Linked DNA regions of Triticum aestivum: region 2 is linked to region 1. The links are chromatin contacts, called in public Hi-C maps. All regions are on one chromosome and are shown on one strand. Each heading gives the region's core, a stretch centred on a gene start, on an enhancer-like site or on the middle of the called end of the contact. The rest is flanking DNA. Distances are from core to core; before and after follow the strand shown.

Evidence for each region. A called contact is a pair of places that touch in the nucleus more often than the background predicts.
Region 2: a contact with region 1 is called in a Hi-C map of leaf, with 7 times the contacts expected there. The contact joins the promoter of LOC123097678 here to the promoter of LOC123097674 in region 1. A contact is called at or near these places in 3 of 5 Hi-C or Micro-C datasets (all in leaf).

Annotation. Positions count from the first base shown.
Region 1 is chr4D:322,828,740-322,834,482 of IWGSC CS RefSeq v2.1, forward strand. It overlaps LOC123097674 (ubiquitin-conjugating enzyme E2 32), which reads right to left and starts at 4,049. Exons shown (of 5, transcript XM_044519484.1): 1 at 3,760-4,049; 2 at 3,297-3,428; 3 at 3,104-3,188; 4 at 1,290-1,453; 5 at 550-1,209. The coding sequence starts at 3,873. The coding sequence ends at 787.
Region 2 is chr4D:323,250,933-323,256,488 of IWGSC CS RefSeq v2.1, forward strand. It overlaps LOC123097678 (probable nicotianamine synthase 6), which reads right to left and starts at 2,977. Exons shown (of 1, transcript XM_044519490.1): 1 at 1,482-2,977. The coding sequence starts at 2,944. The coding sequence ends at 1,790. LOC123097679 (probable glutamyl endopeptidase, chloroplastic) reads right to left here. Exons shown (of 15, transcript XM_044519492.1): 13 at 5,464-5,556; 14 at 4,685-4,965; 15 at 3,867-4,283. The coding sequence ends at 4,283.

The sequences.
Region 1 (5,743 bases), core at 2,799-5,298:
TCGCCGCCGCCGTTGCTCCTCCGCCGCGAGACGGAGGAGTATGACTGCCGGCAGGCGCTCCTCCGGCAGTGCCTTGAGTGCCGCCGCCGGGAGGAGGAGGTCGAGTAGGGCCTTGCCAGGGCGCGCGAGTTCGAGGAGGAGTGGCGCCGCGAAGCCGAAGCGCGTGACGCCAAGTATGTCAACCTCACCTCCGACACCGACTAGTCGCTGCCGCACCCATAGGGCTCACTGGTGAGCTCCATTTTTGCCAGTTTTAGGGTTAAGGTAGGCCGGCGCGCTTCTCCGCCGCCAATGATGATCATCTCTAGATGCTCTGACGAGGCATCTTCCAAACGATGGATCCAAGTCCAGACTGTCATCTTGCCCAGCGTGATCTCTTCTGGTTTGGAAGCAAAGGCCACGCTTTTCCTTTTCCTGCGGTTTTGAATCCTACGAATGAAAGTCTTCACAGCAAGAAAAATATTAATAGAAGAATCACTATCATTTTCAGTTGTTTATATTTTCCTGAAGAAATTGAGCAATTATTTGCAGTAACCAAGAGGCCCTTCATCCAGAACAAACGTTACAACTTAAGCCACACACGCACACATATAATGAAATATCATGTATTCCATCAGTGCTACATACAGTAGGGTACGGGTGGTACCACCACCTCACTTCATCTATAGCTAGACAATAACCATTTACATTTCTTAGGTGGTTTATATAAGATATGGTAAGGATAACATAGCCGCTCAGACGCATAATGCAGGCGCTCCTCTTATATCAACTTACGCACAAACCTACCTAAAACTTGCCCTCAATGTAACCAGCCAGACCATTGATTTTGAAGAACTTCTTTATCACGAGGGCCATGATAGCAAGAGTCAGCCCAAATGCAGCCAACGTCAACAACCTGTCATGCTTTGGCTTCTGGATTGTGACAACGGGGTTCTGCGGTGCTGTAACAACTCTCGGACCGCTGTCCCTGGGGATTACATCTGCCTGAGCTCTGGCAATGTTTTCTGCAACTTCTGACTCTGAATCAGGCTTTGGAAGGTCAGTATCATTAGCAGAACCAGAGCTGCTGCCAGAAGTGTTGACACCTTCTGCTGCCTTGACAGCATGTTCACCAGAAGTGTCGGGTGCCGTCTTGTTAGTCTCCTCTTCAGAGCCAATTGTCAGCAGTTGAGGAACAGGTGGAGCTTTACTGAGCATTTGCTCATGGATCTGTGTTTGCAACAGTTCTTTGTGTCAAAGAAACAGAACGGGGCGTATTTAAGTTCTTTGAAGTGTGTCTGGAATTTTACCTCGTCAATTACACTTTGGCGTTCTGGGGAGCCGAATTTTGGTGGTGTTTCACGTGATTTGATGGCAAGCGCTCGTCTATCTTCCTTTTTGTAGTCCAGTGAACCCAATGCCCCACCAGGATTTGTTGGCATGAAAGCAATCAATGCTACTAGTGCTGTGCGTACTGCAACACGAATAGTTTGGCTCAGCTGTGTATACATCATATGAACAAGAAAAAGGAAAAGAAGACACATACATGATTATATAACACACTTTTAACAACCAAGGAAACAAAATTGGTGGATAAATCAAGAAAAATAGTAATTTATCAGTTCACAGATATGGTGATAAGATCCTCCAGAAGGAATAATGGTGAATTCCTATATGTAAAATTAGTAATCATTTAACCTGCTCCGGAGTCAAGACTAGACAATAAATGAAAACATAATTCCTTCCCCAACAAAATGTGAACAAAAAGAACATAGATATTTTGGGAGACATGCTTGCAATCTAATCTTACAAGTCAGATGTGGATCAGTAATAAGTAGACCCAAGATTGCTTGTTTCACAATAAATAAGTATACATGACATATGAGGATGAATATGTTCCTCCTTTGGCTTGAGTATAGTGCTAAATACCATACCACAGGGCAATTACACAAAGAACCATCTCCTTGGCATCATGGTCATACAGTGTACGTAATATATACTACTCCCTCCGTCCCATAATGTAAGACGTTTTTTGGCTCTAGTGTAGTGTCAAAAACCGTCTTACATTATGGGACGGAGGGAGTACTTTATAGTGTATATTACGAGATGATGTCCATCTTATAAAGGTACATATGATAGCATGCAATATCCGAATGTTCATGATATCAGTAACTGGCACCATATGCGTCGGGTGCTGAGTAGGAATAAATCGGCGAATTGCCCTATTAACTGAATTTATCAATAGGTTAACTAGGCCCATATCTATATATCCTAGGCTACATAGCAATATGCAATGTACTTAATGGATAAATATGCTATTGCGCACGTTAATGTAGCAAGGGAAAGTGCTATAAACATGCAGATTTAAAACAAAAGCATTAATGTGTGCTCTAAATTAGATAGATGTGCACATCAGTACATACTATTACTAGATCTACATAAGGGGGATGCCCAGTATCAGCACGGCACAGCAGTAGCATCTAAAGAGGTAAACTCCTCTCCTCCTACATCAGTACATACTATTACTAGATCTACAAATGACAAATGTCCAGCATCAGCAGCAGTTTTGGGCCAAAAAAGTGCCTAGCAGTTAATTGGCCCAGCCAGTTAATGGCGCGAATATGGCCTTCTCATATCAAGGAGGGGTCCGAGTAGCGATTAACTGGCCGATATTTGGAATATATCCTGTTCTTGTTTTAAGTTCAAAAGGATGGCAGGGTTTATCATAGCAATTAACTTCTATATATACTCGCTACTACACATAGCCCTGTATTAGCTAACCAATGAAAAAGAATATGAAAAAGGCAACTGTTACATTAAAATAACAAGCACATGCCAGATGCCAGATGCCTCTGATATAACATTATAACAGCATTTAAAACATGCTGTTAAACAAACTAACCCTACTTCCCAGATTCACCTTAAGATAATAGGGAAGTAGAATCCATGTTTTCTTTTCATGGTCATAGGGCAAGTACTTGCCGCATTAAAACTACGAAAACCTAGAGGAAATGGAGGCATTTACATTATCCACTACGAACACGACGCTATTCAACGCGTTTGAGTTTTACTTTACTTTAAGAGCTTACTTGAGCAGCCATTTTACAAACAAATGAACACTCACCACTCCATGATGGCTGCCAGTGTTCGGGGTGGTAATTTGATATGCTCAAACATATCTTCTTCTGAATCTCGAATCTTCCACTTGGCTGCAGCACATAGATAAAAGGGGAAAAGACAAAGCAAGATTCATCAACAGCTCAGAAAAAGCATATGCTGAACTGAGGCAGGGAAATTGGGACACAGCAATTTCAGACCGTGAGCAGCATGAAGGATGGCGGCTTGAACGGGTAGTCTGAGGGCAACTGGATCCTCCCGTGGTAGATTCCTCCCTCAAATTCGCTGTCTCGAGGCCCCAGGATAGCAAATTGCCACTCAAAAATGTCCTCCTGCTCGGACACAGGCATTGTAAACCATATAAGGCTATCAATGTCAACCAAATTGTGGCAATAAGTTAAGCCTAATAACCTGTAACAATTTCACGCACACTCTGTCTAGAATCTAAGGAATATCTGCCGCTACTAAGGATAGGTAATGTTGATGATCAGACTACAATAATTACATGTAATGCAATGAGATCTAGAAGAAAATACAGACACGTCTAAATTTCCGCACCCCAGAACTCCTTTAAAATCAACGCCACCTAATCGATTCAGACCTAAAAAGACGAGATCGGATAAAACTCAAGGTAAAGGCAGGAGAAGAGATCGGGATTGAAACCTCGAGGGGCAAGGCCATGAAATCGGGGGAAGGATTAGACTGCATCTCCTTCACCTCCTGCAGGATCCGCTTCACCGCCGGGTTACTCCGGTTGAACTTGCCTGCGGCCGCCATCGCCTCCGCCCCAGGAAACCTGTAGACTCGCCGCCGCCGCTTACCGGGGCAAGGATGCGCCTTCGAATTGTGAATTGTAGGGAGGAGAGAGAGAGGGGGGACTGGAAGGAATTGGGAAGCGCGTGTGGCGGAGGAATTAATGGAGTGGGTCGACGTGTCCCTGTCTCGTGGGACTGGTGAATAGGTTAGGCCCACTTGTCGGTGAGGTTGAGTTTGGAGGTGATGTGGATGGGCTCACGTGGCGCGTCTCTATTGGTGCTTGCGGCGTGGGTGAGTGGGTTAAAGGAACCTTCCTATATGCTGGTTGGAGGGTTTTTTTTTTGAGAGAGAATGCTGGTTGGAGCCTTGGAGGTTGAGAGAGAGAGAGGCTCGTCGAAGGCGGAAATCTTTGTACTCGGTTTTCTTTTTCGGCCACTTCAGGCGCCGGTCGACATAACTCTCTGCATATGGTTTTTTTTAATAAAAAAACAAAGGGGTTTCCCCGCCCAAACTTTTTATATAAAAAAGCCAAAGGGAAAAGTCCACATCCAGAACGATGCAGAGCGCTCAGCCAAAATCTAAAGTACAACATATCCATGAAATTTTAGAAAATACTAAAAAAAATCAACTTTTCTGCGAATTTCATTTTTTGCCCTAATTTTAAAAAAATCATCGATTCAAAAAATGTTCAGGAATTCAAAAAATACTCATGTGTTCAATAAATGTTTGTCTAAACAAAACAAATGCTTATGAATTTTAAAAATGCCCATTTTTTTAAAAAAAAAATTGTTTGTCAATTCAAAAAACTTTTCGCTGTTTCCAAAAGTCTTTTATGTCTAGGTTTTAATTAGTTTTTGAAAAGTCTTTATATGTCTAGGCGTTGGGAGTAGTTCGTGGTAGATGAGATTTATTTTTAAAGTTTTAAACATTTCCTTGCGCTACACAATGACAAGTGTATCATGCGGTGGCAAGCTCATTGCGTTGGGATTTACCATGTTGAATGCATTGCGATCACGTGGACATCATGTCCATCATTAGCGAGAGTCGGAAGAAAGATAAAGTGGCAAAATGATGAGCCACTGTGTTAAAATAGAGGACGCTGATATGTCGGGGTATTGAGTCATACTTATTTGACCAACGTGTAATTTTTGTATCTACCGTTGTAACACACGGGCATGTTTGCTAGTTTTATATATAAAAAAGCCATGGATCCGCCACGGAGCTTGGCGTGCGGCCTAGTAGGTGGCTGATCCGGTTTGTTCCGGAGTTGATGGGGCCCACCCACGCGCACCGGAGGAAGGGATTTCGGTCGGCGGGGGAGAAGAAAGGGGCGGTGCGGCTTTGCTTTGGCCGGCTTCGGGCGAGGTATGTCCAACACCCGCGACATTTTGTAGCGATTTGGCTCGGTGAGGTTCAGGTGAAATTCATGGGCTATTTAGATGCATTTTGTAGCGATTTGGCTCGGTGAGGTTCAGGTGAAATTCATGGGCTATTCAGATGCATTTTGTAGATGGACTGGAGTTCGTCCTCATCGTCTTCGCGGGATGATTCGGACATAGAAGAGATGACCCTCGACGACGATGTCGACAACCTAGTGTTGTTGCATCTCGTGGAGGAATTTGAAGTGGGCCCAGAGAAAAAAACGGCGCGTATCCACGGTTGGCCGACTATGCATTCCCCGCAACTGAGCTCTCAGCGACAAGATGCTCATGAAGGACTACTTTACCGAGGTACCGACATATCCGTATCACCTCTTTTGTTGGCGATATCGAACGCATAGGTCCCTATTCGTGCGCATCGCTGAAGCTTGCGAGCAATTTCACTTGGCGCAGGAATGTCACCAGTTTGATTGGCTTTAGTGCATATAAAAAAATATCAGCGTCGATGAGAG
Region 2 (5,556 bases), core at 1,727-4,226, 420 kb after region 1:
TTCGTTCGTGCATGAAGGGGAATGTCTTCCGAGGGCATGCACCGCATCGACTCTTCTTGTGCTTCTTCCGAGCTTTCCTCATGGAAGGGGCCTAACTTGTTTGTGGCCTCTGTGAGGAGGCGAGCGATCTCGAGGCATTGTCGGCCCGACGACGGTGATGGCGAGGCAGAGCCTCAAATGGGAGTCGATCCTTGGATCTTTGAGCGCAAACCTGGTCGAGGCGCTTGGTAGAATGTCGCGAATGGTGTCAAAGGTGGATGAAGCTTCACATCCGAATGAAGGGATGATCCCAGCCTCCTGGTGATTCCTTAGACCTCGTGGAGAGCACACCCCTGACGGGATGATCTCAGGGCCTCCCATTCTTCCCGGTCTTATCGTGGGGCGAGGCTCCCACCATGGCCTTGTGGAAAGTCATGACATGTTGCTTCTCAAACTAGGCCCCACCCTCATCACGTCAGGATCTTGGATAAAATGATTATTCTACAACAATAGGGTATAGAGTACTCTCTCTTGATTATATGCGATCGGTTCATTTGTAACGGACACTTTTACTTAGTATGTATGTTGTTTTCCGAAAAGGAGGATAACTCCCAGCCTCTACATCGAACGATGCACACAACAATCTTTATTAAATTATTCCACGGAGTTTGATAAGAACAAATACATAGATCAACCCAAAGCCACCTTTCTGGCGACCTATGTCGCTATAGCTACTAGCTTATGTGCCCTGACCACACCAACGCACACCATCTTATCCGGTGGCCTCACCAAGCCGCCCCACAGCAAGCCGAGAACACCAACCGGTCTAGCAGACCCTAAGCGCGCACCGCATGCGCACGCTCCAGAATCCGCCACCGCCATCTTCCATACTCCCAACTTCAGGAGAGATCCACGAATTGACCTTGCCAGGCCCAACTGCCATCGACACCACCATAACGCCAGACAACGTCACCACCCTGCGCGTGAACTCGGGTCCATGAGTATGTGTGCATGTCGTACTAGTATATAAAGTGAACAATGCCGATGAGGTTCAGCACGGCTTCAACATCAAACACTCCAATTTACAAATCAAGTGCCCGACAAATGATGATGGCTCCAACAGACACCACTGATATGCTACATCGACGAACCTTTACGGCATTTTACGGGGTGTGTTTGAACTGCCAAATTATGATTGAACAAAGGGGTGGGAGGGGCCCCATCCACCTGAAAATGCGTGTGTGTGTGTGTGTGGGGGGGGGGCATGTTTAGTTGGGTTTTTGTGTGGGAGGGGTCCCACCCACCTGAAAATCAGGTGAGGGCATGTTAGTTGGTTAGGAAGGAGTCCATAGATGTGTGTATAATCATATACGTCTAGCAATTTTGAAATCATAAAGTTGATCCCCTGACGAGGCCCGTCAAGGCATGGACGGATTCAGAGGTCAAAAGCAAACATGGGTCATCCGTTAGAATTAGCGAGCAACTTGACAACTGCACAAATGTACTCGGTACGGATAAGACACCGATTACATCATACTATTTGTGAAGGAAAATCGTCTTATTCTCAACACTTACACCTACAACGACACATATTGCTTCTTGGCAAACTATCCTGGTCTAGCCTGCCTTTTCATAGACAAGACATGCGCTTGTAAACATCACACTTTACATTATTGGGTACAAACAACACATGACATGAAATGCATAGATAATAGTAGTAGTAAAACTACCCCGTACGATTGCCTGCGATCATGCAGCCACGTACTGATGATGACCGCGCACGCCATTCATTTTCATTACCTCGCAACGATCAGAAGGCCACTTCAGCGTTGGCGAACTCCTCTCTCTTCTGGGCCGCGTCCGCCACCATCTCGCCGAACCTGCACGGTGGGCTCACCACCGGCACCGTGCCCCGCGCGTACTGTCCACCACGCCCGTTGCGATGTTCATTGGCATGCATGTCCTTGGACTTCTGTGCGATGATGACGGAGTTCACCACGTCGTCGTCGGGGTGACACACGGCCAGCACCTCGAACCCGCCTCGGCCGATGTCCTGGGGATCGACGATCGGGTACAGGAACCCACGCGCGCCGTGCGCGCTGCGCACGACGAGGGCCGCCCCGTCCGCCATGTGCGCGCCGAGGTGCGCGATCACCTTGGCCTTGTCCTCGGCAGCCATGCCCACGAGCGCGGCCAGGAAGACGACGTCGTACGCGGCGAGCTCGCCGGCGAGGTCCGCGACGTCGGCGGTGTGGAACGACATGCGGGCGCCCACGTCCTTGTCGGCGCGGAACAGCTTGCTCGCGCGGTCGTTGGCCGCGCCGCACAGGTCGTAGTTGTCGAACATGGTGTCGGGCAGGTGGCGGGCGGCGAGGACGTAGGAGCTGAACGGCAGCGGGCCGGAGCCGATGAAGGCGACGCGGGCCGGGGCGATGCCGCCGGGCACGTAGCGCGCCAGGAGCTCGTACTCCAGCTTGCTGAGGTTGATGTAGTTGCTGTAGTAGGGGAAGATGCCGAGGTGGTCGAGCGGGTTGTCGAAGGCGGCGAGCATGTCGGAGTAGTGCGCCTCCAGCTTCCCCTCGGCCTCGGAGCAGAGGCGGATGAGGCCCTCCCGCATCTCCTGCGCCTCCGGGCCGAGCTTGGTCACGTCCACGGGGCTCGGGGGGACGCACGCGGTGACCAGGTCGGTGAAGAGCGCGTCGACGTCGGGGGATGGGCTGAGGGACGGCAGCTTGGCGATGGCGGCGTGGAGGCCGGTGATCTTGTGGACCAGGGCGGCGACCTCCTTGTTCTGGGCATCCATTTTACCTGGTACCTGACGAGTACTTGATGAACTCTGAGGCACAGGAGTGGAGTGGAGTTGGTGGATCGGGCTGCTTGGTGAGCTATGGAACGAGGAGCACGGGGTATATGTAGCTGCCTGCCGTCTAGAGCACTCATCGATGGAGCTGGCAAAGCTGTGCATGCATGCAAGCTTCACGCGTCCATGCCAATATGGCTGGTTTCATGCCTCTGCTGCTGTGGCGTGTTCACGTCCGGCTGTTGAAGTGGACAGCGTTAATTTTGTATGTATTCTTCCTCCAGATCGCTTTTTTTCTTTTGAATAAAGAGCCTGCACCAGCTGTTTTTTGGATGATTACTACGACTGCGTCTAGATACATCCATTTTAGTATAATAAAGTAATTTTGGATGGAGAAAGTACTGAGTGTTCACGCACGTTTAATTTGTCCGAAATAAAGAGCGTCCACCAGCTGTTTTTGGATGTGTTCGCATTAGTGTGTGCAAAATAAAGAGCGTCCACCAACTGTTTTTGGACCTGTTCACGGCCATTTAGTGTGTGTGAAATAAAGAGCGTGCCCATCAACTATTTTTTTACGTGTCTTCGGACGCTTAGTTACTAAGCGTCTGAAAAATAAAGAGCGCCCACCAGCTGTTGTTTGAACGTATCCACCAACTATTTTTAGATGTGTCTGCTGATGTTTAGTATGTCCGTTTGTTTTTGGAACGTGTTCGTGGACGTTTAGTGTGTCCGATCTGGTGATCCGCGTAAGTTTCCCTTATGTGTCAGATTTGGTGATCCGCGTGAATTGCCTGTTATGTACTAGAGATTACATTTCATTTGGGTGTGTTTGATTTGATGATCCACATTGGAGGTGCCCTTATGTACTAGAGATTAATTCAGATGTTTCCAATTTGGTGATCTGCATTGGAGTTGCCCTAATCATTTGGACACGCTGCCGAGAACTTCACCAAAGAACAGTAGAATGAGCAGGACATGAACTTCACTGGTTGTTTCAGTTCGGTAATCTCAAACGCCAACATATTAAGCTGTTCACCATCAGAAATTTATCTCCGCAGTCAAACAATAGAACACTGCACGCAGCGACTGTTTTGGTAATGGTACGCGCTAGTCTACACCTGTACATTGTCAATAGGTGTGGGTACAAAATTACAGTATCTTGGGCGTCCCCAGCAACAGAATTCAGCCAGGGCGCAATATCCAACAATATGAAGCTTTCCTTAGCCGCCACCAATCTACTCCCTCCATCTCAAATTACTTAGATTTGTCTAGACACGGGTGTATCTAACACTAAACGTGTTAGGTACATCCAAGTAATTTGGGACGGAGGTAATATGAAATAATCACCCTCTGCGGAAATGCAGTCAAAATACAATGGTCATCCAGACTTGCCTGGAAGAAGCACTGGTTCATACAAGTTCGGCAGCACATTTTATTTTCCTTTTGGCCAGTGCATGCTGTCCAGAGATGGTTTTATTTCCCATACATCTTAACAGTAGTTGATCTGAACGAGAAGAAGAGAATTTGTCACCTTTTTTACTGAAGCATAAATCGTAATAAACATATACTCCCACCGTTCCAAAATACTTGTCATGGTTTTAGTTCAAATTTGAACTAAAACCTCCAAAATACTTGTCAGTGGTTTTAGCTCAAATTTGACCTAAAACCACGACAAGTATTTTGGAACGGAGGGATTACATGTTAACATGGATCAAATGCACACCCAACTAAGTGAGATGTTGTTCTATAAGTAACATAAAATAATGAGCTGTTGAAATTCATTTGTTTAAATATGCTTTGGCGTCGATAAGGAAATGGATTAGATGGTGAGTGGTGTGTGTCTGTCACAATAAGCAACGAAATGGATTTTAGCATCATAAGAAAAAAGCAGCAATAAGAAGTTACCACAGAAGCGATCGTGGGATTGATGAGAATCCGTCGGAGCTTAGACCTTCAGGTGCTGCTCCACCACCACTGGCTGCCAATGTTTTACTTTCTCCATCAGCTGCTGTCTCTGAATCAGCCTTGCTAGTGCCGTTTACACAGTACTTCTGCAGCCACCTGTCCGACTCCCAAAGCACGTGCATAATGCTCTCCCTGGCAGAGTACCCATGGCTTTCAAAAGGAAGTATTACCAAACGAGACTGTACACCGTGACCCTTCAACGCATTGAAGAATCGGTCCGACTGTAATTGAAATATCAAGGTTAGGTGATACAAAACTATCCTCCAAATAAAACAGCTAATTAGCTATACACCAGGAAATAAACAATCGTATGAACACTAGGACAAAACATCAACCCATAACAATGCACAGATTTTCCTTCTCTCAAAAGACAGTGCATTTCAGGCAACGTTAACCCAAGTATTACTTTACTATGTAAGATGCAGGAGGTAGGTAGACAATTACATTTACGCAAAACCTGGAACAACAAATCAAATTTCTTAGGGTCTTGGTACAGTGTCTGTTTACATTATGCCTATCAATTTAGCAGCTTGGTCGATTATACAAAACTACTGGTGAGATTCCACATGAAAAACAAATATATTTGCAAGATAAACTATGCACACCTAAATGAATTTGTGATTAAAGGTATTCAAACAAAAGAGGTGGGAGCAGTAGTTCAAAGTCGACTGTTATCTTACAGTCACAGGTTAAAATTAAGTTGATGCTTAGGACTTCACCTGCATTGTCAGTGTTCCAGAATTGTTGTCTTGCTCCCCATGAATAAGTAATATTGGTCTCTTGATTTTGTTAGCCGACATGAAAGGGCTCAT